Linked DNA regions of Triticum aestivum: region 1 is linked to region 2. The links are chromatin contacts, called in public Hi-C maps. All regions are on one chromosome and are shown on one strand. Each heading gives the region's core, a stretch centred on a gene start, on an enhancer-like site or on the middle of the called end of the contact. The rest is flanking DNA. Distances are from core to core; before and after follow the strand shown. Region 1 has its middle 73 kb from the start of LOC123137698. Region 2 holds the start of LOC123134318 (protein RGF1 INDUCIBLE TRANSCRIPTION FACTOR 1).

Region 1 (3,066 bases), core at 58-2,557, 360 kb before region 2:
AAGGAAAAATAGAAAAAAAGAGAAATAAAAAACAATAGATAGCCAGGAACATTTTGTTTGAAGTCAGGTACAAAATTTGAGCATGAGAACATTTTTTAAACTATGAATATGTTTTTGAAAGCATGAACATTTTTTCAGGTCAGGAAGAAAATTTGAAAATGAGGACAATTTGTGAAGTTTTGAACAATTTTTTGAAAGCATGATTTTTTTTTGAAAATGAGAACATTTTGTGAAGTTTTGAACAATTGTGAGCAACACAATTTTTTTAAAAGAAAATAAATTTGAAAACAGAAAAACGAAAAATACGAAAAAACGAAAATGATAGAAAAAGAAACAGAAAACATAAAAAAAAGAAACATAAAAACGAAAAAAAATAAAAATAAAAAACCAACGTTTCTGGAACCTCCTAGAAGGTCCCAAAATCGGAGAAAACCGGCTGGGAACCGGCAATCCCTATTTGGCGCTGCAGGCGCCGGTTATTACTGTTTCCGCTAACCGGCGCCTGCAGCCGTGTTAGCTGGGCTCGGCCCGTTTTGCTTTTTTTTTCTTCTGCTTTTAGGGAAAAGTCAAAAAGTGCAAGACGAGGGTTCGAACCAGGAACCCTTCGCTGCGAGCGCTAGGCTCAAGGACCCGGCCACGTACGGATTTGTGTAAACATACTTCAGTCTTTTCTTCTATTTGTCTACTCCACTTTGGTTTTATTTTCTCAACCTTTTACAACTTCCGTGAACTTTTTTCAAAGTCAACGAATTCGTTTTCAACGTCGATGAACTTTTTTCAGATCCAATTAAATTTTCTTCAAATCCGATGAACTTTTTTCAAAATTGATGAACTTTTTTTAGAATTGATGAACTTTTTTTCAAATCCGATGAACTTTTTTTAATTTTGATGAACTTTTTTCAGATTCGATGAACTTTTTTTCAAATTTGATGAACTTTTTTTGGAAAATTTGATGAACTTTTTTAAAAATTGCATGAACTTTTTCAAATTTGATGAACTTTTCTTAAAATTACACGAATGTTTTGTAGAAAATGATGAACTATTCTTCAAAGTCAGTGAACATTTTTGAATTCAAATTTTTTTTCTTTTCTTTTTTGTGATTTGTTTTTCATAATATCAACGGTTGACTGTTTTTTTAAGTGTACGGACCTGTAAACACGTTCGATGGAGCGAATACCCAGCGACGGAGGGAACCAGCAATCGATCGATTTAGCGAACACCCAGCGACGGAGGGAACCAGGAGCGAACCCATCCCTCTATGGGCCGGCCCACGTGGAGATGGTGCGTGGGCGCCAGCTAAGGGAACTGGCGCCGGGATTTCCTATTTGGCGCTTATGCGCCCGTTTGCGAACGGGCGCCTGCAGTGCTCCCCCTTCGCTCGCGAGCTGGGCCGGCCCATGTACGATTTTGTTTTAATCTGAAAAAAGGTTCAAAAAAAGTGCGGGCCTGCCGGAGTCGAACTCGCGATCACTGCCTTCATCTCCAACGACAGTGACCACAACACCACAGAACCACACGTGACATCTAGATTGTTTGTTTCTCTAATTGTTCTCTCCAGCTGCACGGATCCGGGGAAGCTTCCCAAACCGGGTTTTTCCTCTATTTCTGATCCGTAAACTACCATCTTTTTCCTCTATTTCTTATCTATTCTTTCCTCATTTCCTTTTTCCTCTTTCTTTTTTTCTTTTTCTGTTTTTCCTTTTTTTTGTTCTTCCTAGTTTGATGTTTTTGCTTGAAATTTGTGAACTTTTTTCTTAAAAATCGATGAAACTTTTTAAAATGTGATGAACTCCTTCCCAAATTCGATGAACTTTTTTCAAATGTGATGAACTTTTTTCCAATCCAATGATTTTTTTTTCAAATTCGATGAACTTTTTTCCAAATACGATGAACTTTTTTCAAATCTGATGATTTTTTTTACAAATTCGATGAGCTCTTTTCCAAACTCAATGAACTATTTTCCAAATTCGATGAACTTTTTTCAAATCCGATGAACTCTTTTCCAAACTCGATGAACTATTTTCCAAACTCGATGAACTATTTTCCAAATTTGATGAACTTTTTACAAATCCAATGAACTTTTTACAAATCCGATGAATTTTTCTTAAAATAATATTAACTTATTTTCAATTTTGATGAATGTTTTTCAAATTTGATGAACTATTTTCAAGTTTGTTGAACATTAAATGAAAATCCATTAACTTTTTTTTCAACTTTGATGAACGTTTTTCAAAACAATTAAAAGTTTTTTTCAAATTTGATGAACCTTATTTGATAATATGTGAACTATTTTCTAATTTGATGAATTTTAATCGAAATCAATGAACTCTTTTCAAAATCCGATAAACTTTTTATCTAAATCAATGAACTTTTTCAAAATTCGTGAACTTTTATGAAAATTGATGAACTTTTTCAATTTCCTGAACTATATTGAATTTTGTGAACTTTTTCGATCCGTGAACTTTTTTCAAACTATCGATGAACTATTTTCTAATTCGATGAACTTTTATCAAAATCAATGAACTCTTTTCAAAATCCGATAAACTTTTTATCTAAATCAATGAACTTTTTCGAAATTCGTGAACTTTTATGAAAATTGATGAACTTTTTCAATTTCCTGAACTATATTGAATTTCGTGAACTTTTTTCAAACTATCGATGAACTATTTTCTAATTCGATGAACTTTTATCAAAATCAATGAACTCTTTTCAAAATCCAATAAACTTTTTATCTAAATCAATGAACTTTTTCAAAAATCGTGAACTTTTATGAAAATCGATGAACCTTTTCAATTTTCTTGAACTATATTGAATTTCGTGAACTTTTTTGATCCGTGAACTTTTTTCAAACTCGTGAACTTTTATGAAAATTGACAAACTTTTTTTAATTTTCTTGAACTATATTGAATTTCATGAACTTTTTTGATCCATGAACTTGTTTCAAACTCATGAACTTTTTAAAATTCGTTAACTTTTCTGAAATTAGTGGACCTTTTCAAATTTATGAACTTTTTCTTGAACTAGTGAACTTTTTCCAATTTTCGTGAGCTTTTCTTTAATATCTGA
Region 2 (2,814 bases), core at 248-2,747:
TTTAGTGGGAGAGATGCTTGGTAGTAGGTTCAATCTTGCGGTGTCCTTACTCTGTGACAGAAGGAGTTGCAAAGCACATATTTGTCACTACTGCAGGATGCTGCTAACGCGACACAATAATCAGAGACCCTTCGACGAAAATGTGTGCGATGCATTAATCGCAAACGGTGATGTAAAAAACCCGTAAAAAAAGATTGTGATGGTGGAGACAACGAACACGATTGAGATTTTAGCTGCGTGTGCGATGCAGTGCATACGGTTGATCCATATGAACTGTTTGCGATGAGACCGAACAATAGAAACATGCAGTCATATCAAGGTGTGTGCGATATACGGCATACAATTCACTCGGATTAACTGTTTGTGATTAGGCAACACAACAAAAATGGTCAGCTAGATCAAGGTATGTGTGATATACAGTATACGGTTCACTCGGACAAACTGTTTTCGATTAGGAAACAAACACAAAAATGGTTCAACTTAATAAGATGTGTGTGATATGCGACATACGGTTCACATAGATGAACTGTTTGCGATGAGCCAAAAGAACACAAACGATTCGTGTAAACAAGATGTGTGTGATACGCGGCAAATAACCCACTCGGATGAACTGTTTGCGATGAGAAATCATAACACAGACGGTTACTACAGTTAATTCATGTGTGATTATGTGTGTAATTTTTTTTTTGAAAAATGCAAACTAGTTGCTTGCGGTGGCTAGGAGTATCGCACACGATGCGTCTGCGAGTACTTGCTGCGATGATTAGCACTCCCTCCGTCCGGAAATACTCGTCGGAGGAATGGATGTATCTAGATGTATTTTAGTTCTAGATACATTCATTTTTATGCATTTCTTCGACAAGTATTTTCGGACGGATGGAGTAAGTTACACATACATTTTCTTATGTTAAAACCTGTGTGATAGATAACACGTAGCACCACATACGGGTTGTGTGCTCCACTTAGTCTTCCCGCACTCCAGCGAATGCTTCCCACGCTCCACATGGGTGTATTGTAAAATCCCCGGCTTCCCCGCCTCTTCCCTCATCAGTTTCCCGCCAGCAGCTAATGGCTTGCTGCATATAACCCAGGCGGCAACGCACCGTCGCGACACTGTGCGTAGATCTCACCCATCTACCATTAGTTATTCTAAGCATGCCAGGCAACGACCAAAGCTTCGACGTCCGCATTGGAGGTGGTAACAAGCCACGGCGACGCATGGATATGGACGGTGGGAAAAGAGAACGGGTGTCTTGAAATATCTGTGACGCCAATATATAAGGGATGAATGACACGATATATCGCATGGCCCAACCGCTAAATACGAAGGCTCACTGACTCGATTTGAACTGGCTTTTAAAAATTATGCCGGTTGAGCGTCGGACAGCGATTCTGCTAGAGCGGTTTTCTCGGCCAATTATTAGGTTGCTGGACGATTATGCTTGACGGGTGGAGTTTTGCTGTAGAACAGTAGATCGCTGCATAGAATCACCTCCATCTGCAACGGTAGAAGTGCCGAACGCCCCGCGCTTCTCGCTCTTTGAATCCGTCCCACCCAACGGCCGCAACCCAATTCAACCATTCATCCACCACGACTGGAGGCGCGTCTCCGGCACCGATTGACCCCCGCGCCGTGTGCGCCCACCGTAGGTAGCCAGGACCGGCTGGCGCGTGGCGGGGCGGCGATGCAATCCTCGGCCGTCCGCGCCACCCCGCAGTGGCTGCGTGGCCTGCTGTCGGAGGAATTCTTCGACGCGTGCGCCGTGCACCCGGCGGAGCGCAAGAACGACAAGAACCACTTATGCGCCGACTGCGCCGCCGCCCTCTGCCGCCACTGCCTCCCGCACGATCCCTCCCACAACGTCCTTCAGGTACATTTTCGCGCGTCGCTTGGTGATCAGATGTCCTCACCTCGCCGTGCTCTGATCGGTCTTGTTATTTCGTATGACGGCGGAAAAAGATTTGGAAGTACGCGTCCTGCTTCGTCGTCCGCGTCGACGACCTGAAACTCTTCGATTGCACCGGCATCCAGGTACGCGCACCAAAGTCGCCCAATTCAGGCGTGACTGTTCTGTTTCTCTATCGGTGCTCAAATGCATGCGCGGCCGCATGCAGTCGCACACGGTGAGCGATCACGAGGTGGTGTTCCTGAACGAGCGCACGGCGAGGAAGCGCTCGGCTTGCGCGGAGAACCCCTGCGCCGCGTGCGCCCGGCCGCTCTCGTCAGGGCACGACTACTGCTCCCTCTTCTGCAAGGTAAACGCCATGTCGTCGTCTGGAAGTATGCATAGCGTCACGTACGTGCGTGCACAGCTTGACTCGAAGAACTGGGGGACGCGTGCATGCAGGTGAAGCATCTGGGGGAGAGCGAGCGGGGGCTGAGATGCGCGTTACGCGTGAACAGGAAGGCGGCGGCGGCGGCTGGTGAGGAGGCTGCCGTGTCGGAGCCGCAGAACGGGAAGCGGCCGAGGGCGGCGTCGTCAGAGGCGGGGCCGAGCTGTGGCGGGTCGTCCGGTAAGCGGAGCCGGAAGCAGCTAGCGCCGGCTCGCTCACCATTCTGTTGAGGAAGTGGGCCAGGCTGGTGGACCTTACACGTATTCCCCGGTAGTTCAATAGTTGGGCTGTTGTTGTCATTTACATTTTTTTTTATTTTTTGAATGATGAAGGGTTCATTTTTTTCAGAGGCTGAGAAAAAAATACACCTTAGCGCCATATTGTGTTGATATCTTCAGCAATTACATTGGCTAATTTTAGTAAAACCAGCAGGTAAATTTGCAGGAACCCACTATGGTTATTCCAAAACCCTACATGCAT

What was found. Hi-C and Micro-C count contacts between places; a contact is called where the count stands out from the background.
Region 1: a contact with region 2 is called in a Hi-C map of leaf, with 5 times the contacts expected there. The contact joins the enhancer-like site here to the promoter of LOC123134318 in region 2. A contact is called at or near these places in 2 of 5 Hi-C or Micro-C datasets (both in leaf).

Annotation. Positions count from the first base shown.
Region 1 is chr6B:508,854,317-508,857,382 of IWGSC CS RefSeq v2.1, reverse strand. No RefSeq gene overlaps it. Among protein-coding and RNA genes, the nearest start is that of LOC123137698, 73 kb to the right of the region's middle. Within about 2 kb of position 1,307, at least 7 of the 8 cell types and tissues checked have an H3K27ac peak or open chromatin away from gene starts, as enhancers often do. A contact at or near this core is called in leaf, where this site is marked.
Region 2 is chr6B:508,499,303-508,502,116 of IWGSC CS RefSeq v2.1, reverse strand. LOC123134318 (protein RGF1 INDUCIBLE TRANSCRIPTION FACTOR 1) reads left to right here and starts at 1,497. Exons shown (of 4, transcript XM_044553589.1): 1 at 1,497-1,871; 2 at 1,961-2,032; 3 at 2,116-2,256; 4 at 2,349-2,781. The coding sequence starts at 1,686. The coding sequence ends at 2,564.